Linked DNA regions of Mus musculus: regions 1, 2, 3, 5 and 6 are each linked to region 4. A link is a contact called in public HiChIP or PLAC-seq data. All regions are on one chromosome and are shown on one strand. Each heading gives the region's core, a stretch centred on a gene start, on an enhancer-like site or on the middle of the called end of the contact. The rest is flanking DNA. Distances are from core to core; before and after follow the strand shown.

Region 1 (3,744 bases), core at 47-2,546, 710 kb before region 4:
TATGGACTTTATGCCCCTAAGCAGCACATGGAACGATCAGAGATACAACTAGAGAGCTTTAAGGCGGCAGGCAGCTTTGTTCCCGGTTTGGGGAGGTTTTCACATGTAAATGTCCCTGAGGAAGGGAGCTGAGGATTAAGTACCCCGAGAGGGCGGTGCGAGGGTGAGCAGGTGGAGACCCAAGCAGCCTTACTAGCGGACTAAATGGGGCGTACACTTTGCTCTCCCATTCAACTTTTTAGGTGTCACGATGTACAGAAAGGGCACGTTCTAGATAGAAAGGCCAAGGGAACTACCGCTCTATGTTCATTTGTGAGCGTGTCAATCCAGGAGGTGGGAGGGCAGACACCCTCTCTAAGTCTCCGCCAACCGGGATCAGAGTCCAGCGGCCGCCGCGCAGCGCCGCGGCCTGAGCAACAGGAGAACCCAGGCGGCTGCTACGCCGGCCCCGGGACTCGCGGGAACTCCCGCCCCTGAGTCGGCCGAGCGCTCCGTTGCAGCCCCTGGCGGGATCCCGGCCCCGTAAAGCCGATAACGGGGCCGGGAGCAGCATAAGGGCCACGTTGAAGAAGCGGGAGTCGGCACAGGCCGGAAGGGGGCGAAGGGGCACTGGCGGGGGAGGGGCGCGGGGTCAGCCCCCGGCGGTGGCCGCGACCTCTCCCCGGCTCCAGGCCCGCTGCCCCGGAACCGGGGCAGGAAGCGTCCCCGCCCGGACTCGGTGCTCGAAAGCCCTCGGGCAGCGAGAGAAGCGGCCCCGGCGTGGCCCGCACCAGCCCTAACCCCAAGCACTCCTCACCTCCTGGTTGAAGGCGTTGACGGCGTCCATGTTCGCGCGCGTTGCGGCGGCGGCTGCGGCTGCTCCGGGCCCGCCGGTCACCTAGACCTGGAGCGGCGGCTGAGTAGGGCCGGGTGCCGGCAGGGCCCTTGGGCGTGGAGGGGGAGGAGGACGGGAGGCGACGAGCGGCGGAGGCCGAGCAGGAAGGGGCTGCGGCCGAGGCGGCGAGGCTGGGCCGGTCGAGCGCAGGCAGAGGCGGCGGGCCCCTGCTCAGTCCCGTGCGCCGGAGGAGGGATGGGAGGCGGCGGCAGCGCGGGGCTCCAACATGTCCGTTTGGCGGCGGCGGCTGCGCTCTGCGTCGCGCTGACACGGCCCCCCGCGCCCTCCCTCACGCACTGGCCCACACTGGCCCGGCCGGCGAGCGGGCGGGCCTCTCTGTCTCTCTCCTCTCTTTCGCCAGCAGGATGGCGGCAGCGACCCGAGTGCACGCCGCGCGAAGCACCCTGGGACAGCTCGGGCCTCCAAGCGCTTCCTGAGCCCGGCTCCGCCCCGCTCGTGCTTGGCTCCGCCCACGCCCCGCCCCTCCGCGCCCCACCGGCGCCGAGCCGCTAGCGTGTGACCGCGCGTTGTCGCGCGCTTTCCCGCCGGTTGCGGCTGCGGAGAGTTCCCGTCTTCTGGGCTCAGGATCCGGACGACGGCTCCCGGGGTGCATTGTGTCCGGGCAGGACTGCGCCCTGCTGCTGCGACAAACAAAGCGCGGAGGGTGAGCGTCTGCAGTCTCCAAGTCCCCTGCTTCGACTTGCGTGCGGACCTGGTGGACGCCCTGAGCAACTTCCGAGGACTGGGCTCCTGAACCCCTAACGCTAATCTCCCCAAACCCCGTTGGGTCGCTCTCGGCAGAAGTGTGTTCTGATTCACTTGAGTTCTCACCGCCTGCCGCGCGCTGCGACCGCTGTCTGTTGGGTGTGTGAAAAATGAAAGTTTTTCTGTAGAAACCTCACTTTTGTGGAGCATGAGTATAAAAGCTAGAAGGCCTGACTCGTACTGGAAGTTGGGGACTACTTCCCGTAGAAAAGGGCGAGCATCCTAAAAGAATTCGAGAAAGGAGGGGCCCTCTGGACCTTGCGCGCTGTGCTATCACCTCTCCTTGGAGGACAACCGGCTGGTACTTAGGGAAAGCAACTGGCCCTACCGAGACCAGATCCTAGCAGAGTTAGGATTTTGTTCTTAAGGGGGCATCATGCAGGTTGACATCCTGCAAAGTATGCATGCGGAAGAAAGTGGGGCCAGGAACAGCATGGCTTCGGGCCCTGGAGATGATGAGGCTGAAGGTATCAGGCACTGGAGGAAAGACAGAATGGTGTTCCGGAGGGAAGATGCACACTGCTTCTTGAAGGACATGAGTGCTGGGTTTGCGTCAACTTGGTAATAATTTAAGGAAGGAATGAGTTTGAGGGCGTAATGGCTAATCTTTGTCAATGCCTATGAACAGTGTCCTCATTTAAGTCAGCCTAGTTCAGTTAACCACCATGCCCAAGTTTATCTGGCTAGACGGTTATCTTTTCGGGCTCTAGCCATCTGAGCTGTCCCTGGGATAGTTAACTGAGGGCTTTTGCGATATGGGTAAAGTCCAGGAAAATGGCTGAGAGGAGGTAGATACCTGGGATTCAATACTGCACAGCTAACAGGAGCTGAAAAGTCAGACAGACAAGGAGCAGAGGTGTTTAAGAACAAGGTGTTTGGCCCAGCATGGTGGCACACGCCTTTAATCCCAGTACTGGGGAGGCAGAGGCAGGTGGATTTCTGAGTTCGAGACCAGCCAGGGCTATACAGAGAAACCCTGTCTCGGAAAAAAAAAAGAAAAAGAAAAATCTCAGCCCTAACCAAGGCTGTGGGTTCAACTCCGACAGGGTAAGGATCAGGAAATGCCTCTCCATAGGATAGCTGTGGTTAACAAGAATTAATAGTAGGGCTGGTGAGATGGCTCAGTGGGTAAGAGCACCCGACTGCTCTTCCGAAGGTCAGGAGTTCAAATCCCAGCAACCACATGGTGGCTCACAACCATCCATAACGAGATCTGACTCCCTCTTCTGGAGTGTCTGAGGACAGCTACAGTGTACTTACATATAATAAATAAATAAATAAATCTTAAAAAAAAAAAAAAGAATTAATAGTAAAGTTCAAAGTAACCATAGAGAGGACCCTGAATATATCATCCACACAGAGAAGTAATAAGACAGTCGGTGGTGGCACACACCTTAAATCCATTGCTCTGGGATTAGAGGCAGGTGGATCTCAGAGATCAAGGCCAGCCTGGTCTACAGAGCAAATTCTAGAACAGAAAAAAAACAAAACAAAACCCTCGATTAAAAGACATACATAAATAAATAAATAATACAAAATTGCTTTAATGGCTGTCTCACCCTGAGCTAACCATTACTCATTGTTTTTGTTTGTTTTGTTTTGTTTTTCGAGACAGAGTTTCTCTGTGTAGCCCTGGCTGTCCTGGAACTCACTCTGTAGACCAGGCTGGCCTCGAACTCAGAAATTCGTCTGCCTCTGCCTCCCTAGTGCTGGGATTAAAGGTGTGCGCCACCATGCCCGGCTATAGTACACTTTCTGTTCCACACTGTACCCGGTAAATACGTCTATTACATAGCAATTAAAAATTAAATCACTGCTCAGTGGTTAAGAGCACAGACTGCTCTTCCGAAGGTCCTGAGTTCAAATCCCAGCAACCACAACCATCCATAATGAGATCTGATGCCCTCTTCTGGGGTGTCTGAAGACAGCTACAGTGTACTTACATATAATAAATAAATAAATCTTTTTTTTAAAAAAGTGCTGAGGATGTCGGTTTAGTATCCAGAAACTTATCTTACACATTGGTCAGCGTGCTGAGGACAAACCCCAAACAATGCTCGGGATAGAAGGCGAAGGCAGGAAAAGAGAGATTGACAAGCAAGTTG
Region 2 (3,979 bases), core at 1,039-3,538, 610 kb before region 4:
CCAGTATCTCGTGTGCTTATTCGTCTTATGAAATGAAGCTCTGGCCTTATTGAGCAAGGCCACTTTAGACAGTAGAAACTGTAATTCAAAAACCAGTTACTAAGCTCAGGCAGGGGTAGGATTTGAACTTCTCTTTCCCTTTGGCATCCATCCCAGCCAATAGAATCAGCAGTGTGCTTGGACCAGACCCAGATAGCAGGAGGCTTGAAGATTTAAGGGGCCTGTGTTTTCTCTCTTCTTCACCCATTTCCTGACCTCTACCCTGGGAGGGTATAATCAAAACATTAAGAGGAAAGAAAGTCACTATTTTATCATAAGTGACTTCCACTACTTATGAAGCACCGTCCCCTGCCTTCCCCCCACCCTCCCCCTCCTCCCCCTTAAACGATGAGTACTCTCTGGGATTTGCCTTAAATTGCAACAAATGAATCTCTAAATTTTCACAAAGAGCTAATTTCCTAAAATTTAATTAATGCAATATTGGGAAACTTTAAATCCTTTCCTGAAGGAAATGGGCTTCACCCCCAAAATGGGCTTTATTCTCCCCACACTTTGAACCTAGCATCTTCTCCCTCTCCCCACTTCCTGCCTTTAAAAAATTCAATTACTGAATTAGAAACGTGAAAATGTTTGGATGAGCCCTGCAGAAACTGTAGGAGCTAAGGCGTCCCTCAAGTACAGCAAGAAAGCAGTGGAAAGCTTGTCTTTAACGTAGGAAATCCAGAGCAATGAGACCCCAACCCAAGACAAGACTAGACTCGGTCATAATAGCAAGGGTGGAGACTCACAGCTTATGCGTGGTTCAAACCAACAGATGCCTGAACTTGAAAAACGGTCATTTTGGGGGTTACTTTCTAGATAGGCCAGGAAAGGGATCTTCCCCGCCCCAAGACTGGATGGGTGACAGCTGTGTCCCCTCCCCCACCTCAGAGCATAAATGTGGATCGATGATGTCATAACTGTTTACTGCGGGGTAAACAATGAAATGAACTTTGTTAGGACCGAATCCTCCCTTTGAGCTCAGATGATGTGTGATCAGAGGTTAAATTTGCATTAGACGCGGGCACCTCAACAGGTCGCATTTTGGAAAGCCCTCTCCGCATCCTTTTTGTGTGTGTGTGTCTCTCATTTCGCTTCAGGAATATATTGGGGATCCTGGAGAATAATGGGTAGGTGTCTCAGGCTGTTTATGTTTATTGTTTAGGTGAAATCAGTGCACTCACAGAGCCCGCAGAATAAAAGCATTCAGGAGCAGTGAGGCTCCGGTCCGGTCCGGTCCGGCTCACCCTGCAATACATCATCTCTAAGGAAAGCAGAGAGGGGGCAAACGAACGCGCACAAGCAGCAAACGCCCTGGTTCCTACGCTGCCGCCACTACTGTTAGCTGTGGCGGCTGCTTCTCCACGGACAACAGCAATCGAGTATGTGTGCGAGCCCCGACACATAGCCTGCTAGGTACCCACCCACCCATCTTCCATAGTCCCTACTGTGTGCCAGGTTCTGGGTTGGGTATCCAACTCTGCTACAGTCCAAAGCTTCTCTTTCTCTTTCCCCTGCCTATGGTGGGTGCTGTTGGTGAGGACATTCACTCTCGAAAGGGCCAGAAAGCTCAAGCTCAGAACCTGCGCGATCCGCACCCCGGGAGGCAGCAGGTCTTGGGCAGCCCAGGAGCGCGCGTCTACGCGGCCGCGCGGGGTCCCCCTGTCTGGCGCTCAGGTGGCTTCGCCGCCCACTCCGCCGCTCCCTTCCCCTCCCCTCTCCAGCGAGGGTCGAGTTCGGCTGTTGCGCGCGGGGAAGGAAGGAGGGGCTACGAGGGATTTGAAAGTGCTCAAGCTGCGGAGTGGAGCTCGCTTCTGTCCCCGCCGCCCGCGAGCGGATTAAATTTCTGCAAATTCAAACTGAATGGGGCTTTCTTCTGCTGCCTTCCAGAGGGCGCCTGCAGCCCGCCGCGCGCTCCTCTCCGGCGGGAGCGGCCCCGGGGAGCACCGCTGAGGACCCGGCGGGCCAGAGGGCGGCGGCGCCCGGGCTTGGGGGACTCCGCCACCGGACTGTGCCCCTCTCGGACCAGCAGCCGCTGTTCCCTCTCACAGCCGATCGGGGCACCAGACGGGACCGCGGGCGCGATCTGGGCGATCGATCCTCGGAGGACGAACTTCTCGGGGGCGGGTCCCCGGTCGCCCGGTCGCCAGCTATTGTCTGCGCGCGGCGCTAGCACAGAGGCGCGGGGGGCGTGAGCACAGAGACCCGGGCCGGGCGGGGCCGGGTCCAGGGCGGCGGCAGGAGGAGCCAGGGCAGCCCCGGGAGCCGGAGGAGGAGCGGCTGCGAGCGCGGGAGCCGAGCGAGCGCGATGCCGGCAGCGGCGGGGGACGGGCTCTTGGGCGAGCCGGCGGCACCGGGGGGCGATGGAGGCGCGGAGGACACGACCAGGCCGGCGGCGGCCTGCGAGGGAAGTTTCCTGCCCGCCTGGGTGAGCGGCGTGTCCCGCGAGCGGCTCCGGGACTTCCAGCACCACAAGCGCGTGGGCAACTACCTCATCGGCAGCAGGAAGCTGGGAGAGGGCTCCTTCGCCAAGGTGCGCGAGGGGCTGCACGTGCTGACGGGAGAAAAGGTGAGCTGGGGTGCGCGGGCCTGGCGGGAGGACCCGGGAGCACTGTCCCGCGAGCACTCAGCCTGGCTCTCCAACCCAGTGTGGCTAGACGCACGCTCAGGCTCTCCTAGTGGGCCACCGGGCACCTACTGATGGATGATGGTGGTGATGGGCTCACGTTCGTGGGGTGGGGTACCCGGGCAGATAGATGTACCCGCGAAGCTACCCCGCACCGTCTTTCTGTTTTGTTTTGGAAGGGTGCCGCCTGGCGGACGCCAGGGAAGGGAGGGGAGAGGTGGCGGTGGAGGGTCCTGCGGTAGGGGCATGGATCAGTGCAGAGGCGGGAACTAGATCCAGGCTGGGGTTCAGCTTTGCCTGTGGAATGTGCGGCGGCGGGAGAGCAAGGCAGCCAGTCTGAGGTTGCTTAGAGTTTCATCCCTCCTGGGCTCAGGCGAGGACGTGGAGGGGAGTTGGGGCCCTGTAAGCTCCCCTCTCCCCCCGTGTGGGCTGGGGCAACTGTTGGAGTAACGATCCTGCTTTTGGCAGGTGCAGAACTACACAGGCCCTGGACTCTAGAAGTTTGCAGATACCTTTTCATCTTTCTAGAAGACAGTAAAGGAAAGGGGCCCCTCCCCCACACCCGGAGGGACTCTACTTCGACCTAATTAGAAGTGAGAGAGTGAACTCTTGCCAGGCCGGGTGCGGGCAGATCTCAGGTGTTAACTTAGATTTGTGAAAAGAAACCCAAGAAGCTGACTTACTTTTGAGGCTGGGTGGCCTCAGGCAGGGAATTGCTCTGGGCTGCCAAACTGGTATCTTTGTAGGGACCCAATACTCTAATCACCCAGGCTGGGGGTTGTCCGCGCGGGCGGAGGAGGGGAACTCAGCCGGTCCTAGCAGCAAATAGCCCAAGGGCCAAGCCCTCGGGCCTGCTGCTCTGGGTTTCCTTGCCCAGCCTAGGGGTTTGTGACAGTGATGAACTGTGAGAAGTCTGGTGACAGGCCAGGGCCACCACACTAGTCATTTTCTAGCCTCTGGATACCTTTGATTTCCTCTTGGTTTCTGTTGTCCTGGAAACCCCTACATTTGAGCACTGGGTTCCATCACCCTTTGACTTTATCTTCTTTTTCTGTAGCCATTCCAAGTGGGGTGCCCCTTTATACTGGGTAAGCAGGGTTAGACCGAGCAGTCATTTTCAAGTGTCTCTTGCCCGAATTTCCAAGCAAAAAAAAAAAAAAAAAAAAAAAAAACACCCACAAAAAACAAAAAAACAAAAACAAAAACAAAAAACAAACAAACAAAAAAAACCCAGCATTCAGTATGAACTCACATTAGCTCTTCAAAGGAGAAACTCTTTAGACCCGTCCTAGTTGTTCTCAGTGGAGTAAGGGA
Region 3 (3,817 bases), core at 176-2,675, 600 kb after region 4:
GAACTGGAGCTGTAGACAAGACTGGCCTCACCTGCCTGAGTGCTGGGATTTAAGGCGTGCTGGAGGGTTTCACTTTTTATTTGCTGTTTCTGTATTGTCTGAAAACTTTACTTGATAATCTTCTTCAATGTTTATTACATTAAAAGACACATAAGGACTAAGCAAGATTGATTCTTTAATCAATTGACCCCAGTAGTGAATTTAGAAAACCAAAACCAAAACCAAACAACGCAATAGCGTTGAAGGCTGCTGTCTAGCTGATAGAGGAAGAATGGGGAGGATCAAAGGGTGTGTCTCCTGAAGAGGAAAAAACTACATCCTCACCCCGTTCCGATTAAACCTGCTTTTCTTGAAGCATCGCTATGCAAATTAACCTCTGGGTTTCATTTTTAGGATCAGGAAGTCTTTGAACACTATGCTCGTTTAAGTGTTTAAATTGCTTGGCTCTGGTTTTTGGAAGCCGCACACAGGTAGAAAAGACAAACGAGAAAGGAGGATGAGAAGCCTGGGAATAAGCGCCCCTGGAATTATCTAGAAATGGGATTTGTGGTACAAATAGGGTGAAGAGTTGGAGCGCGAAGGATGCACGGGGGGGTAGGGGGGTGGATGTTGTTGAGGGTGAGCATATCTACTCCAGCGAGAGGTTTGAATTCCCACGCCCCTCCTCCCATCGCAGCAGCAAGGTGGAAGAGCGAGCCCAGCCCTCTGCTGCTACGGTCGGAAAGGTCACGTATCTACCCACCTCTCAGGCTCAAGTACCTTCCAGTGGTGAAAACCAACTTACTGGCTAAAGACCAAAATGGCCTAGCCTACAACGACCACTGCTCTGCTACTTCTCTGAAAAGGCCACTCGCCACTTAGGATGAATTCCCAAAGACTTCCCTCCCTCTCCTCCCTCTCCTCCCTCTCCTCCCTCTCCCCCCAGCGCTTGCAGGATGGAGGGGAAAGTCAAGGATACAAGGACAGTTCCTGGCAACGGCTCCGAGCAAACGGGAGGGTCGCTCGTCCCCAGACGCTCGTGGGGCCTCGGTGGCGGCTGCGGCGGTGCCCCACAGGACCTCCATCCCCTACCGATCGCCTTGGGGACCTCCCCAGACTCAGGACGAGATGCGCGGCGGAGCGGCCTGCCTCGGCTGAGCGCGGGTCACGGCGGCGTCAGGGCCACGGGGCGCCGAGAGGACGCGGGCGCAGGCCGGGCCCCGCCGGTCGCCCGCGCGCTCCTTGGCACCGACACGGGCGGCGCCACAGAACCTCAGGCCGCGCCGGGCCGGCGCCCTGCGTTCGATCGGCAGATCACAGAAACCCGAGACCTGCCAACCGCACTCACCCGGCTACCTGCGAAGTCTACACCGAGCCCAGGCAGGAGCAGGGACGTCGAGGGCGCGCGTCTGTCCGGGAAGCAGCGGCCCGATCAACCTCAGTCCGGGAGCCGGGGGCCGGCGGCGGGCGGGAGGCCAGGGCGCCGGTGGGGCGGGGGCGAGGCGCCGTGCGCACCGCAGGAACCAATGGGATTGCAGCAAGTGGCCTGCGTGGGCGGGGCATAACCCCTGGAGGCGGGACCGGGACCTCAGAGGCGGAACGGGGCTGGACCCGTGCGCTCTGCGGAGACCAATCATAGTGCGACCGATTAGATAGAGGGCGGGGCTTGATTCCTGAGGGCGGGGCTGGCGCGGTGCTCTACCTGCGTCCTGGAGCTGAGGTCCGGACCTCTCCTGCTGCGGTTTGCGGTAGTAGTGTAAACTCAAGCGCCTCAGCATCGGTGAGAGCACCGGTACGGGGAACCCAAGCCTATTACGCAAGGTCCTCTTGCATATCAGCAGTTGAGCATTGTTCACCAGCTGCCGAGAGTCGAGAACGCACTCCAAGACGTTCAAAAACCAAGACCTCAGAAGATGAAGTTACAGGTCCAGGGATCCCAGTCAGTACTGGTTTTCTGAGGGTACCCGCAAAGCAAAGCTACATAGCTATTTCAGCCTGATTCCTTTTTCCGTCTATCCAAATAGATTTTTGGCTTGTTTTGGGAGCAAATCTTTACTTATCTCCTTTAGAGATACTGCCTCTGGATTTTTCAGCATAACTTCAAAAACCACATTTCCTACAGAATATAAATGCAGTTAAAGAAAGATGCAAAGTCCAAGTTACTACTACATTGAAGGTAAAAACACACTTCACCTAGATAGAGTAAAGCAAAAAGATTTTTGTGTCACGTAACTGTCACAAATGACATCCTGGATCCTGTTACTCCTGTAGTTCTTGTATATAATCTAGGATTTAGGTATTCAATAAATATTCACTGCATAAATTCCTTTTTGGAGTATGGGATTATGCACACACACTAACAAGCAAGAGGGGCAGCAGAAGGGAACATCTTTAGGTATCTGTCCCAGAGCTAGGGAATGTAGTTCAGTTGGTACATTATTTAGCCTTAAATACATAAGGCTCTGGCTTGTATCCCAAGCATCATATAAACAGGTGTGGTGATACATGCCTGTGATCCCTGCATTCCAAAATGTCTCAGCTTGGGTATGATCATGGTCTCAAGCATATTTCTATTTCCAGTCAGACTGGATTACACAGCAAATTCAAGACCAAACCGAGCCGGGCGTGGTGGCGCACGCCTTTAATCCCAGCACTTGGGAGGCAGAGGCAGGTGGATTTCTGAGTTCCAGGCCAGCCTGGTCTACAAAGTGAGTTCCAGGACAGCCAGGGCTATACAGAGAAACCCTGTCTCGAAAAAAACAAAAACAAAAACAAAACAAAACAAAACAAAACAAAAGATCAAGCTGAAGTGAGGTCCTGTCTCAAAACTACTGGAGGATCTGGGATATAGTGTAGTAGTAGTGCGTTGCCTGTCCAGAATGTGCCGTCTGCTTTCACTTCTCCATCAGTTAAAAAGGGGGGCAAGGGGGACTGGGAAGATGCTCTACCGGAGGACCCAGAGTGGGGCTCACATCCACCTGTAACTCCAGATCCAGGGGCCACCTTCCTCTTCTGGATTCCCTGGACATCAAGCATGCAAATGGTGCACATATATGCATTCAGGCAAAACAAAAATACACAGGCTGGAGAGATGGCTCAATGGTTAAGAGCACCAACTGCTCTTCCAGAGGTCCTGAGTTTAATTCCCAACAACCACATGGTGACTCACAACCATCTACAATGGAGTCTGGTGCCCTCTTCTGGTGTGTCTGAAGAGAGCAATGGTATACTTATATACATGAAATAAATAAATAAATAGGGAAATAAAACCACTCATACACATAAAATGAGTTTGAATATTGAAGAAAAAGACCAGACCTCCATACATGCATTACTTGAATTGGAACTCCACCAAATGCTATGCAATCATATACTTTGGTGGTTTTGTTTTGTCTTGTTGCTGATTTTTTTGATTGTTTGTTTCCAAGACATGGTTTTCCTGTGTAACAGTGCCCTGGTTGCCCTGGAACTTGCTTTGTAGACCAGACTGATCTCCATCTCATAGAGATCCACCTGTCTCTGCCTCCGAGTGAGCCAGCACACCCTGCTGCTCATATACGTTGTTAGATTCTGGCCTGAGCACCTGTCTGTCGAGGCTCCCCAGGCTGGGGAGATTTTGAAACTTGCCACGGCACTCCAGTCGAGTCAGCCTGTCAGGCAGGGATGCCTAAAAGCTGCTCATGAGGCAAAAAGAGTTTCAAGGAAGCTCTCCTCCTGGAGTCTGGAGTTCTCTTAATTCTCCATTCCCGCGTTAATCTAGTGTATGGATCCACATGCTCTCTTTCAGTATCATCCTATTATAAGTGCCTTTTAAGATTGAATTCTGACATAGCTAAAG
Region 4 (4,196 bases), core at 488-2,987:
TCCAGTACTTTGGCATATGTGCCTTTAATAGCCTCCTTTTCTGCAGATGCTGTTAAAAATAATAATTGAAAACATTAGAATCTATTTAGTTGTAATGCCAGACTTGAAACAAAGCTTCAAAATGGGATCGTTTTCCCCATTTATCTATCTATCTATTTTCTCTTTTTTCTCTCTCTGTCTTTAGACCAGCATGACTTGGTTTCCCCCTATGTCACTGGGTTATCTAGTCTCTGGTTCTTGACCACTCAAGCTGTGTCAGATCTGGGTTCACCTCGTGAAGTGAGCCTCGAGTCAAATCAGTTGTTGGTGGGTTACTTCTGCAAGCCCTGTGCCACCATTACCTTAGCATATCTTACAGGCTGGACACTGTTGTGAATAAAGGTTTTGTAGCTGGCTTGGTATTTACATTACCCTTGATAATGTGCAGAATACCTTTCTGTATCAAGGATGCTGGAACATAGGGATGAAGTCTCTGTGGGCACCAGCTCAGTATCTCCATGTTTGATATAGGTGACCTCTCCAAACACCAGTGTATTATATTAGGTATTCTGTCCAACTAGTAGAAGAACTTTCTTGCTGGAGTTACAGAATTCTGCCCATCTAAGGAGTCTGTCTTCTTGTTGATAGCCTGTTTTACTCACTCGTTTATCCTGGACACAGAAGCTGAATAAACTGGTAAATGCTGCAAGCCACTGCTTGACCACACGGTTTAGCATGGCAGTGGGGCAGTCTTTACTGACCTTCCTCTCACTTCCTTTGCTCTAAGCTGAGGCAAACTTGCTAATGAGCTCAAGCCAGGCAATAATTTCCCTAGAGCAGGCTACTATGGTTAGTCTACTGATAAAAAAATAAAATAAAATAAAAGACAACAACAACAAAAATCCCGGATGTTTAAAGGCAGAACCTTCCTAGCACTTAGCAGATCCACATTTAAGATACAACAAAGAACCAAGGAACATAAACCACATCTGGTATTTCAAAGAATTTCAAATAGCACATTCTGAAGTGTGAAATTCAAACTTAGCCACTGCCCTCCGTTCCCTGTCCCACCTCTCCCCAGCTCGAGGAGGCTTGCTAGGTCACAGGATTCCCTGTCCTCATCACACTTAGCCTTCTCCCTCCCCTCTGTCCACACCACAACCACAGAACCCTTGGCAGGGCTCCTGTATGCTGCTCTAGGAAAGCAAGTAAGCAGATTGCTCTGACCTCCCATTTCCTGTCTATCTTCTCTGCAGACACAGGCTCTTCTCAATCTACATCTTATCCAAGATTCCTTGCCAATTCCTTGGATTCCAGACTCTTATCTTAAAGCTCTTCCCCAGAGTTCCACATAGTATCTCACTTCCCCATCTGCCTCTCTCCACCCTGTCTACTCAAGCTTCTCCTCCGCGGCTCACTTTGGCCAGCCGGGGACTTATGGTCAGTTAGCTGGCAGCACAGGCTAAAGCTAAATGACTCAACTAACACCATCACATTCTCTAATATGTTCATTATTAAGTGTGGGCCTTTCTGTAACCAGTATGAAACTAGAGTGGGGAAGACTTTTAGCATGCTAGGGGAATCGTGTCTTCTTTCACATATCTAGCCGTCCTAGCATTATATTGTTCTATGTGTTTATGGTCAATTCAAATTTAAAATTTACAACAAAAACTGAATTGTTTTCTAAAGGAAACTACAGCTGCCTTTCTTAAGTGCTGCACTTCCTCATTCAGCGTACCATGGGTGGGGCTGGGAGTGGGTCTCAATTTTTCATGGCAGAAAATGCGGTTTCCAGGTCAGACTGCTCTACGGAGTCCCTCAGGCTACATGCTGTGTGAATTTAAAATATTATTGCTGTCATTGGAATGAAGGAATTACTGATGTATTAGTGTCAGCAGCAATTAGGTTAAATTAGCAGTTAGCAAAAAATCACCATTAGGTTCAATGACCACAGCCAGCAAGAGTTAAAAAGAAAATGTAACTTAATATTAAGTAATTCTCTCCCCATATGAATAGTCTCTGTAACCTAAATTATCATGAAATAAATATTCTCTCCTCATAACTATTTTCTTCTCAATTGCACAACAAATAAACACTGTCTCTCAGGCCCAGTGACCATCCTTCTATTGCACCGTCATCTAGCTTAAACATGTAAGCATACACCAAGCCACTTAATTATTTGTATTTCAGAGTTATCTTCTGAGTTCTCTCTCTCTCTGACTAAAGCAGATGAGGTTACATTTTTTTTTTATTATTGTTTTTTTTTCTTTCTTTTTTTTTAAGATTTATTTATTATTATATGTAAGTACACTGTAGCTGTCTTCAGACACACCAGAAGAGGGAGTCAGATCTTGTTACGGATGGTTGTAAGCCACCATGTGGTTGCTGGGATTTGAACTCTGGACCTTCGGAAGAACAGTCAGGTGCTCTTACCCACTGAGCCATCTCACCAGCCCGAGGTTACATTTTTACTGCCATGAGTTTCTATTACCAGCAATTTAGAAATGGTCTTACAGCTACAGTATTAGTTCATCATCTCTGCGATGATTATGGCACTAACACAAGGCCAGGTGTTTATGTGCACTATTTAATTTTCACAGTACCCTAAGGACAAAGCTACACCTTCCATTTGACCTGAGGAAATTGGCTTAAGTCAGTTACTAATTGTCTAAGTCTAAGGAGCCAGCATTAGAGGGAACCTCTTTTCTGGGCACAGTGACTAATACTTTAATCCCAGCATTGGAGATGCAGAGGCAGGTGAACCTGGTCCCAGGGGTACAGTGTGGGACCCTGGAAGAGCTACCTACTTCCTGCTCTTGAACTTAGGGTAGGTTCCATTGCTACATGTTCAATGGTACTGAAAAATGTAGAGTATAAGCAACAAAGGAAATAATAATGAATGTTATTACTCCCTGAATATGCGTATAGACTAGAAGTTCCACAAGGAAAGGGGTGTTTATCTAGTCTCAAAGTCCTCAGAACAATCAGGAGGGAGAACAAAAGCCTGCAACACCTAGTAGACGATTACCTTTACCAGTAATCAAAGTGCATACCGATATTGACACATTAACAAGGCAGTTTAAAGCTGTCACCTGACTGACGAAAACAGCACAGCTTCTGAAATAGCTCTGTCAAAGGTGAGCAACAGCAGAAGCCCCACACAGCAAGGAGGGACAACATCCTATAAAACAACTGTTCTCCTAGGTCCTGAGGGTCAGAGACTAGAGCTCTAGAGTTGAGGAGATTAAGGCCTGCCTTTTAAATCAACTATACAGATCTGAATGGATCTTTCCATCATAGAAAGCATGGCTAGCTACTGGTAAGCGTGAAGAGGGCCTGAGCAGTGGCAGTGGCAGGACTGCTGTGCGCCCTTACGAGGAGAATGTCTAGGGAACACACAGCACAGTATCTGGGGACAATAAGGTCTCACGTCAGCAACCTACTCTCAAATCGGTAAGAAAATATCCTTTTTTAAATTTTATTTTACTAACTTCAACTTTTCTGTATGTTTAAAATTATTTCCTCCTCCTGAATTTAGATAAATATGTCTAAATGGCATTGATAGGATAAATCTTACAATGCCCTATTGTCCATTTATAATTTTTTTAAAAGAGTTTCATTGTGCAGCCCAGGTTAGTCTTGAGTCCATCCTCTTTGTGCCTCAGCCTGCTGAGAGCTGAGGTATCCAGCTCAAACACTGCTTTTAAGTGGGTGGAAAAGGCTTTCTTATTTTACGAGACCTTATAAAGTATACCAAAAGAGATTATACAAGGGTTAATCATGATCACTGTTGTACTCCCCCGAAATCCCATTTTAGAAAATAATATAAGAATCTTCACCTATGAAGAGATGATCTGAAATAAGACCACTTATTCCACACTAAGATTATGTATATGACCTTTAGATAAAAAGGGGGGAAATCCCTTGGTGGTACCAAGCACAAGCCTTCCTGTCTTCCTTTCCTTCTCAGTACCTCTTGGCACACCAGGCTTCAGGCAAAATTAGTCATCCGCTGTCTACTTGTCCTGCATGCTGGCTCTTCTCTTCCTCTGTTCACAGTGTCCTCTCCATCTGGAACAGCCGCTAGTCATCCTCTATTTTCAACCATCGCCCATCCTTCAATCTCTTAGCAAAATGCCACTTCCTGGAGTTTTGCCCATATCACTCAATTAGAAGTAAACATTTCTTTTTATCCTGTGTTTCAGCCACATGTATAC
Region 5 (4,109 bases), core at 389-2,888, 550 kb after region 4:
TGCAGTGCTGGGACCAGTCTTTGCTCTCATGGTTTTGGAAGATGCAAATAAAACACCCTAAGGTTTAGTCTTTTGCTGTGTCCACAATAAGCCTACCTCCAAAGGGGAGAAGCAATGGGGAGGTAAGAGAGAGAACACAGAAATGGCGGCACACAGCACAATCAAAGCAGTTGCTCAGAGGGACAGACAGAGCCAGGAGTGCTACACACACAGGAAATGCCAGACCGGAGTTCCTGTTATCTTCCGCTGCCAGCTGCCAGATCTCAACAGAAGACTCAGCTATCAACGACATCAGGGTTCCTCTAGGCAGGAAGGGCAAGAGAGTGGATGCCAGCACCTAGCTGGCCTTGCCCTGACAAAGTTGCCTTGGGGAAAGGAGAGAAACGCTTGTCTTTGGGGGGTTGTATGCTTGAGGCATGGGGTACAGATCCAGGGAATATGCCCTTAGCACTGTGCTGAGGGAGGGAGATTCTAGACAGGGGTGTGGTAGGGAGTGGGGTGAGGCAGTAGTAGCACTTCCAAAGGCTTACCATTTGGGGTCAAGACCACAGGCTGAAAAGCTTAGTGATCACAGGTCCTTCGTGGCTTTAGCTGAGTCCTTTTCCTTACCCTGTCTCATAAAAATAAAACATGCCGGGGGCAGGGCACGGGGCACTCAGAGGGGTATACTTATAATCCACAGCCTGTGTGGTTAGGTTTTCTCTCCTCTGCGGTTTTCAACACGTCCTGTTGAGAGGATCCCCACAGCCCTCCTCTTCTCCTTGGCATGTAAGTACATTTCTGGGTCTTGAAATTCTCAAGTCATAGTTCAAATTTTTGCTAGATAATTTCATCACGTATTTTTATAACAGGCCAACTTCTGGAGCCACAGGCACAAGGGAAGGGTTTGGGGGCCCACGACTAACCCCTGAGAGGTAGAGATGTGAGGATCTGTGAAGTTCAAGGCCAGCTTCAACTACAGTTTAAAGTGGCTTCCTAAGACTGAGGCCTCAGCGGTTAGGAGCAATAGCTGCGGTTCGATGACCCCTTTCTTTGACTCTTGTCTCCCTCTAACCATTCCTTTCGTTGCCCCCTTTTTTGTGGCCGAGGTGTGAACGTCTCTGCCAACAGGCTGGCCACTGGGGAAGGCTCAGGCTGGGAGCCTATCCCTGCCCTGCTCTGGGGTCACTTCCTCGTAGCTTCACAGCCACAGAGGGCCAAACCCACAGACTATTAAGCAACCAGTACAGTTCCTCTAGCTTTTCTTCCTCTGTGACACCACGGCCTAGAGGGTCCTCTCTGCTATACCCTTAAGTAGCCCTTTGCTTAAAAGGATTCAAAGCTTAGCACGATCTTTCCGGTCATTAAAGAGAACAGAATTCAAAATAAATGGGTCCTTAAATCGTACGTGGCGGGAGTCCGAAGTGGGGTGGGGTAGGGTGGGGATGGGTGTCCACGGGTCTCTCCAGAAGGATGGTACTAGAGATCTCTGGCCACACATTGGAGGTCGGCTCGGCGAGGTGTGGCCGGAGTCACCGGGGCTGTGTGCTGGGCTGCGGGGGCCGCGGTTCCCGGGAACACCGGGGAAAGTCCCCACGGGCCGGGCGGGGGCGGGGCCGGGCGCGGTGGGGGCGGGGCGGGACGCAGGCGGGGCGAGGCGGCTCTGCGGCTAGGCTGGGGAAGAGGCGGGCGCTCGGCTCGCCATGGCCGCTGCGGTGCGAGTCTGAGCGGCGTCCACCCCGCGGTCCCGGGCCGCCCGGGCCATGCGGCCTTTGCCACTGTGGCTGCCGTCGCTGCTGCTCTGTGGGCTCGGTGCCGCGGCGTCCTCGCCAGGTAAGCGCGACCCAGGAGACCCCCCACCCCACCCCCGACTCCTCGGGCTCTCCTGGGTGTCGCGTCCGCGCGTGGGTGGCTCCGGGAGCTTGCACCCGGCACAGGGTGGGGTTCTGCAGTCGTTCCCGATCTGCGGGTGACCGCGATCGGACGGGGCACCGACCAGGAGGAATCTGCAAGAGGGAGCTGCAGTGAGTGTAGCGTGGACCACGGGGAATTCCAGGCCTGGAGGTGGAGAGCCCAGTTCGTCTTTGGCTCCTTGGTGCCAGGGAGATCAGCTGACGGGCAGGACCAGTATTTGTCTGGGCAGCCTATAAAATCCTCGTACTCAGTTCCTCGGGATCTTATAGATGGGGAGCAGAAATGCCTGTGTCCCCTCCAGTGTATGGGGACAGAGGGTCAGCTGAGGCACACTTTTAATCTCAGCTCTATCCTACTCCGCCCACACAGCCCTTTACCGGGGTTCAACTTCCCACTTTTGTCACCAACCTGACTGTATTTATGAGCCAGTCATCAAAACCAACAAAAGAAAGACATCACTAACCAAGAACATTCTTCCTACGTGATTATATTTTGCTGGGTTCTTTCCCGTGCAGAGATCATATCAAAGCTTGGATATCTGGAGTCCACAGTGGTAGTGGGGTGCACCCTTGTGAAAACACAGAACTCAGGATGAGAAAAAGGGGTCCTGAAGTTTCTGGCCGGCCGGGCCGGCTTGGTTTACTCAGTGGGTCTTGCTGTTGTTGTTTATTTTGTTTTTTTTATAGTTTGGCCATTAGTTAAATAAGCCTACGAATTGGGACGTTCCCTCCCATTGGAAGTGGTGTTGAGGAGTTAGTTGGTCCTCTGTCAGCATCCCTGCAAAGGCCCTTAAGTTCCCTTTCTCCTTAAGGGCAGAGGAGCACAGGAGGATGAGTGGGTTACGCAGTTAACTTGTTCTCCTGGAGTCAGACAAAGACTTTAAACCCTGGCTCTGATGTTCCCCATTTTGCCTTGAGCAATCTGTGTCTGACACACCCACACACACAGGTCTCCTTTGGAGGAGAGCCTGCGATTGTCTGAGATGTCTGTGAACTATGTGTTCAGAAGTTGATAGGCGTATTTAGAAACTTTACAACAGACATTTTTCTAATGATTAACTTTTTATTATGCTCCACAAAAGTCGTGGTCTGTGGCTCATTAACAACAAATTGGATCCTTAGATATTTTGAAAATGGTAGCCTTTTGTAAATTTCTTAGACTCTCATGCCACTCTTAACGCGAAATTTTCACACTTTTTTTTTAAAAGAAAAACTAGGATATGTTTAAAAGAAACCCTTTTAGTCACAGTGCAGAGTGAAAATATTGACATTGTTCTTGCGGCCAACAGGTAATGAGAAGATTCCCATAACTGTTCCATAGGTTATGAATGGCCCTCAGGAATCATAAAATTGCTTTTAACAACATATTCATGTTTTGCCTGCATGTCTATGTATGTCTATGCACCACTTGAGTTCCTGGTGCTTACGGAAGCCAAAAGAGGCCATCATATCTCCCAGAACTGGAGCTATAAATAGTTCTGAGCTGCCCTGCTGGGGCTAGAACTCTAATAGAGTAGCAAGTGCCCTTAACCACCGGGCCATCTCACAGCCCCGGAAACAAGGCTTTGAAAGGAACATTTGTAAAACGCTCCAGGGAGTCAAGGCTAGCATATCAATACTGTACCCCAAACAGGCTGGAGTTACTCTCTGTTGCTTTGTTAGGTGGCAGCCATTTGCTGTAGATCATAAAAACAAAACAAAAAAGAATAATTGATAGCATGAGACTCTTTAGTTATTCAGTTTCCTGCACAGAAGGATCAAGGCTTCTGCTTGTAGCCATGGCTGCTCTTTGTACTGTGGAGTAGCCGTGTGTGAGCATGTGAGTGTGTGCGTGTATGTGTGTGTCTGTGTGTATGTCTCTCTGTATGCAACTCTATGTGTGTGTGTCTCTATGTGTCTGTGTGTGCATGTGTGTCTCTGTGTGTAACTCTGTGTGTCTCTATGTATCTGTATGTGTGTCTGTGAGTGTATGTGTGCATGTGTGTCTCTGTGTGTGTAACTGTGTGTGTGTCTATGTGTCTGTGAGTGTATATGTGTGTGTGTGTCTCTGTGTCTGTGTGTAACTCTGTGTGTGTGTGTGTGTCTATGTATCTGTGTATGTGTGTATGTGTGTGTTTGAAGGAATATCCAAACCAATGGGTGTTAGGGAATTTCCTGTTTGGGTGTTGTCTCTTCAGGTGGAACTGTCTTGTAATTGGATAGGTGATAATCCTAGCT
Region 6 (3,667 bases), core at 238-2,737, 740 kb before region 4:
TTTTTTTGCCAAAGATTTAGCACACGAACTATTTTACTCTGTTATATGTAAGAAAATGAACATACAATAAATATTTATAGAAATAATGTATCATATCTGATTTTAAAGAGAATTACTGTTTCATAAGGGAAAAAATCCACCAGAACTATTACCCAGTTAAACTCAAATTAACCTTTTCTCGGTGGTATGATCCAATGAAAAGGAATATAAACAGAATACACAGCTAGCAAATACAAAGGAAGGTAAACACGTCAAGAACCATTTCTAATGCTCTTATACAGACTCTGCAAACCCACAACGCCTCTCCTCATGCAAATGTCGCTACTCTCAGACACGGGCACTTTCCCTCTCTCTCTGGTTTGACCAAACCAAGTTCCCTTTTCTGTTACATAACTTCTTTAAGAATTAAGAGAAACTAAAGCAGCAGGTTAAGTTAGTGTTAGTGATGTTTACTGTGAATTCCCACCTATTTAGAATGCATGTATCGTTCATGTTCGTTCCTTCTTTCTTTCAGTGAAACTGTGTGTGTGGTGTGTGTGTGTGTATGGTGTGTGGTGTGTGTGTGGTGTGTGTGTGTGGTGTGTGTGTGGTGTGTGTATGTGTGTGTGTGGTGTATATGTGTGTGTGGTGTGTGTGTGTATGTATGTGTGTGTTGCAGTCTTACTGCAGATTAATCACTTGCATGTGTGAATGTTGGGGAAGAACAAATCTGGGTCTTCTAGAGTATGCAAAACCCTGGTGAGTATTTTCTCTCACACAGAGTTGTTGTCTGTCTTCCTTCTGTAGCTTCAGCTTGCTGTTATTAGCAATCTGCCCACTAAGTGCTGAGATCAAAGGATATGTGTCTCCATGCCCACTAGCAATATGTTCTTTAAGGAAAGATAATGCTTCCTGAACAACCTTTGCTAGTTTCTTTTAACTGCAGGATATGTAACATGAAATGTGTAGTGTACAGCGCCTAGCTGTTGGCTGTTGTTACCACGCCGTTTAGAAGAGGCTTCCCATGCACAGAGGTAAGGCACTCCTCACTCGCCAGCAAGCTCTGCTCTGCTCTGCTCAGGATCTATAACTCTGGCTCCTTCTATGATTCAACATTATAAAAGTCCTTGTACAGAGGCCAAGTGACTTCTCCATTTCACATATAAGCAAGAATAGGAAATGACCACCGTAGAAAAAACTGACCTTACAATTCAAGATCAGTACATGAAGATATCACCCAGTAACATAAATAACAAGTGTCAACAACGTGAACGTAAGCATTGTGTGAGAAATATAAAGAGGAAATAAGCTGGACAAAATGCAAAATGTTAGCTTGTTACGTTTTAACCATACCTTATCTTCAGATGGACAAAGATATAAATACTGGAATGTAGCAGTTATATTTTTAGAGAATCTTGGCCCAAAAACATCTTTATCAGTTCCAAACTGGTGCCGAGACTGTCTCACGATGGAGTCGATGACATACAGGCCTGGAACCTTATATTCTGGCTTACACTGCAAAGGGGAGGAGACAAGCTTAGACCAAGGAAAGTGGAATCAGGAGGTGCAATGGTGTATGCCTCCATGCCCAGTATTCCAGAGGTGAATCTGACCCAATCTGGTCTACTTAGTGAGTTCCTGCCCATCCAGGGCTACAGAGTAAAACTGTCTGGAATTAGAAAGGGAGAAAGAAAAGAAAGAGGGAAAGGGAAGGAAAGGAAAAGTAACGACAAAGCCCAAGCACATCCACCACCCACTATGTCACACATCAGCTCGCAGCTCGCCACATGCACTGCGCACTGTGCAGCAGCTGCTCACGTGCTCCAGCCATCTCTCTATCTGGCTGTCAGTGTCACATCTGTCAATAGTGACACTCTTTGTTACTTCAAAGTAGCTCTCAGGACTTTGTTTCCCCAAATCCTTGACTTCACTTCCAAAACTTTCCAGAGCCACTTTACCAACCCACTTTCCTACAATTCAGTCATTCTGAGTCTTGAATAACTTCCTGAAGTTACTAAAACATACTTTTAAACATGCTAGTTTTACTTCTGTTAAAATATGTACCAGAGACTTCGAGGCCAGCCTGGTCTACAGAGTGAGTTCCAGGACAGCCAGGGCTGTACAGAGAGACCCTGTCTCAAAAAAACCAAAAACAAACAAAATATGTACCAGAGAAATAAAAAGTAAGAGGAAGAGTCATTTGGGTCTATAAATTTGACAAAGGAAACAACCAACCAAGTATTAGAAAAACAGGCATTTATATAGGAAAAGACATAGCCCTTTGTGGAAGGCAAGCAATTCAGCAACAAAAATAAAGCCTTAGTTGGGCGTGATGGCGCAAGCCTTTAATCCCAGCACTTGGAAGGCAGAGGCAGGCGGATTTCCGAGTTCGAGGTCAGCCTGGTCTACAGAGTGAGTTCCAGGACAGCCAGGGCTACACAGAGAAACCCTGTCTCAAGACAACAATAAAACCAAAACCAAACAAATAAAAAAACCTAAGACCACTCTCAGTTCACTCCTGAAAAAGACATGCTAATCATTCATACACACACACACACACACATACACACACACACTTACTTTAAGACAACACACAACTAAAGACAGCTTAATGATGATGGTAACAGAGAAAAGTCAGGGAAAATAAAAAGTAACTTCACCTGAAAAACTGACCTGAAAATCAAATGTCAACAGAGCAGATGAGGCAGAGTATAGAATGGCAGGCTCTTAGGGCTGGGACCAACACTATTCTCAGCTATGACAGAGCCCAGCACCAACCTCTCACCAATACTCAATGAACGGCAGAAATATGGGAAAAATACCTTTTAAAACTTCTCAGTGCTTAAAAGAAATTCAGTAAATATTTTTTAAAAAAAACAGTTACTGTGGACTGGAGAGATGGCTCAGTGGTTAAGAGCACTGGCTGCTCTTCCAGAGGTCCCGAGTTCAAGTCCCAGCAATCACATGGTGGCTCACAACCATCTGTAATGGGATCTGATGCCCTCTTCTGGTGTGTCTGAAGACAGTGACAGTGTGCCCACATATAGAAACAAATAAATCTTAAAAACAAAACATGTATCATATATGCGTGTTTTGTCTGTTTATGTATATATGTGTACCATGTGCATATCTGGTGCCCAGAGCCCAAAGAAGGCAAAGACTCCCTCACCCTGCAGTTCTGGAAGAGTGTCAGCGGCCCTTGTGGGTGCTGGGCATGGAGCCCAGGTCTTCTGGAAGAGGTTCCACTGCACTCACCTGGTTGAGCCATGGTTCCAACCCCAATAACTGCTTTTTTTCTAGAGTGTTTTTTAGAAGCATGCATTCAAATTTCAATTCACATATATAAATAACTGCTTATCATAAACATGCAGGAATGCAATAGTTACCTTTTTGATGAACTTTTCTACTATTTGAACAACGTGCTTATAAAGCTGAAAAAGAACATAAAATTAGTTTATACATTTTTATATTTTCTACAATTCAAAACACTGAAATTGTCAACTTAAAAAAATTAGCAATTAACTCAAAGAGCTATCAGAAATAGTTCACAATCAACAACTTTAAAAAATCTTGGGCTGGAGAGATGGCTCAGAGGTTAAGAGCACTGACTGCTCTTCCAAAGGTCCTGAGTTCAATTCCCAGCAACCACATGGTGGCTCACAACCATCTGCAATGTGATCTGACGCCC

The links. HiChIP or PLAC-seq counts read pairs in DNA pulled down with a chosen protein or histone mark.
Region 1: a contact with region 4 is called in an H3K27ac HiChIP or PLAC-seq map of extraembryonic endoderm stem cells. The contact joins the promoter of Scaf4 here to the enhancer-like site in region 4. A contact is called at or near these places in 4 of 39 promoter capture datasets (cranial neural crest, frontonasal cranial neural crest, maxillary cranial neural crest and 1 more), 4 of 115 datasets of contacts at active chromatin or transcription factors (T-cell acute lymphoblastic leukemia, astrocytes, extraembryonic endoderm stem cells and 1 more) and 2 of 9 other capture datasets (embryonic stem cells and liver).
Region 2: an H3K27ac HiChIP or PLAC-seq map of T-cell acute lymphoblastic leukemia shows a contact between it and region 4, with 6 times the contacts expected there. The contact joins the promoter of Hunk here to the enhancer-like site in region 4. A contact is called at or near these places in 6 of 39 promoter capture datasets (cranial neural crest, frontonasal cranial neural crest, hippocampal neurons and 3 more), 1 of 484 Hi-C or Micro-C datasets (embryonic stem cells) and 8 of 115 datasets of contacts at active chromatin or transcription factors (T-cell acute lymphoblastic leukemia, astrocytes, bone marrow-derived macrophages and 4 more).
Region 3: an H3K27ac HiChIP or PLAC-seq map of microglia shows a contact between it and region 4, with 5 times the contacts expected there. The contact joins the promoter of Tmem50b here to the enhancer-like site in region 4. A contact is called at or near these places in 3 of 39 promoter capture datasets (cranial neural crest, neutrophils and pre-B cells), 4 of 115 datasets of contacts at active chromatin or transcription factors (astrocytes, embryonic midbrain, extraembryonic endoderm stem cells and 1 more) and 1 of 9 other capture datasets (pancreatic islet).
Region 5: a contact with region 4 is called in an H3K4me3 HiChIP or PLAC-seq map of bone marrow-derived macrophages, with 5 times the contacts expected there. The contact joins the promoter of Ifngr2 here to the enhancer-like site in region 4. A contact is called at or near these places in 4 of 39 promoter capture datasets (the C10 cell line, the HPC-7 cell line, cranial neural crest and 1 more) and 4 of 115 datasets of contacts at active chromatin or transcription factors (bone marrow-derived dendritic cells, bone marrow-derived macrophages, embryonic hindbrain and 1 more).
Region 6: an H3K27ac HiChIP or PLAC-seq map of extraembryonic endoderm stem cells shows a contact between it and region 4, with 6 times the contacts expected there. The contact joins two enhancer-like sites. A contact is called at or near these places in 4 of 39 promoter capture datasets (the 3T3-L1 cell line, cranial neural crest, frontonasal cranial neural crest and 1 more), 2 of 115 datasets of contacts at active chromatin or transcription factors (extraembryonic endoderm stem cells and trophoblast stem cells) and 1 of 9 other capture datasets (embryonic stem cells).

What each region holds. Positions count from the first base shown.
Region 1 is chr16:90,283,207-90,286,950 of GRCm38.p6, forward strand. Scaf4 (SR-related CTD-associated factor 4) reads right to left here and starts at 1,297. Exons shown (of 20, transcript NM_178923.4): 1 at 797-1,297. The coding sequence starts at 826.
Region 2 is chr16:90,384,109-90,388,087 of GRCm38.p6, forward strand. It overlaps Hunk (hormonally upregulated Neu-associated kinase), which reads left to right and starts at 2,289. Exons shown (of 11, transcript NM_015755.2): 1 at 2,289-2,608. The coding sequence starts at 2,348.
Region 3 is chr16:91,596,255-91,600,071 of GRCm38.p6, forward strand. It overlaps Tmem50b (transmembrane protein 50B), which reads right to left and starts at 1,426. Exons shown (of 7, transcript NM_030018.3): 1 at 1,328-1,426.
Region 4 is chr16:90,993,979-90,998,174 of GRCm38.p6, forward strand. Synj1 (synaptojanin 1) reads right to left here. Exons shown (of 32, transcript NM_001164483.1): 3 at 1-49. Among named protein-coding and RNA genes, the nearest start is that of 4930404I05Rik, 15 kb to the right of the region's middle. Within about 2 kb of position 1,738, at least 149 of the 459 cell types and tissues checked have an H3K27ac peak or open chromatin away from gene starts, as enhancers often do. A contact at or near this core is called in the HPC-7 cell line, T-cell acute lymphoblastic leukemia, bone marrow-derived dendritic cells and 6 more, where this site is marked.
Region 5 is chr16:91,545,421-91,549,529 of GRCm38.p6, forward strand. It overlaps Ifngr2 (interferon gamma receptor 2), which reads left to right and starts at 1,639. Exons shown (of 7, transcript NM_008338.4): 1 at 1,639-1,812. The coding sequence starts at 1,743.
Region 6 is chr16:90,258,809-90,262,475 of GRCm38.p6, forward strand. It overlaps Scaf4 (SR-related CTD-associated factor 4), which reads right to left. Exons shown (of 20, transcript NM_178923.4): 3 at 3,366-3,410; 4 at 1,333-1,494; 5 at 1-38. Among named protein-coding and RNA genes, the nearest start is that of Scaf4, 24 kb to the right of the region's middle. Within about 2 kb of position 1,488, at least 3 of the 459 cell types and tissues checked have an H3K27ac peak or open chromatin away from gene starts, as enhancers often do. A contact at or near this core is called in extraembryonic endoderm stem cells, where this site is marked.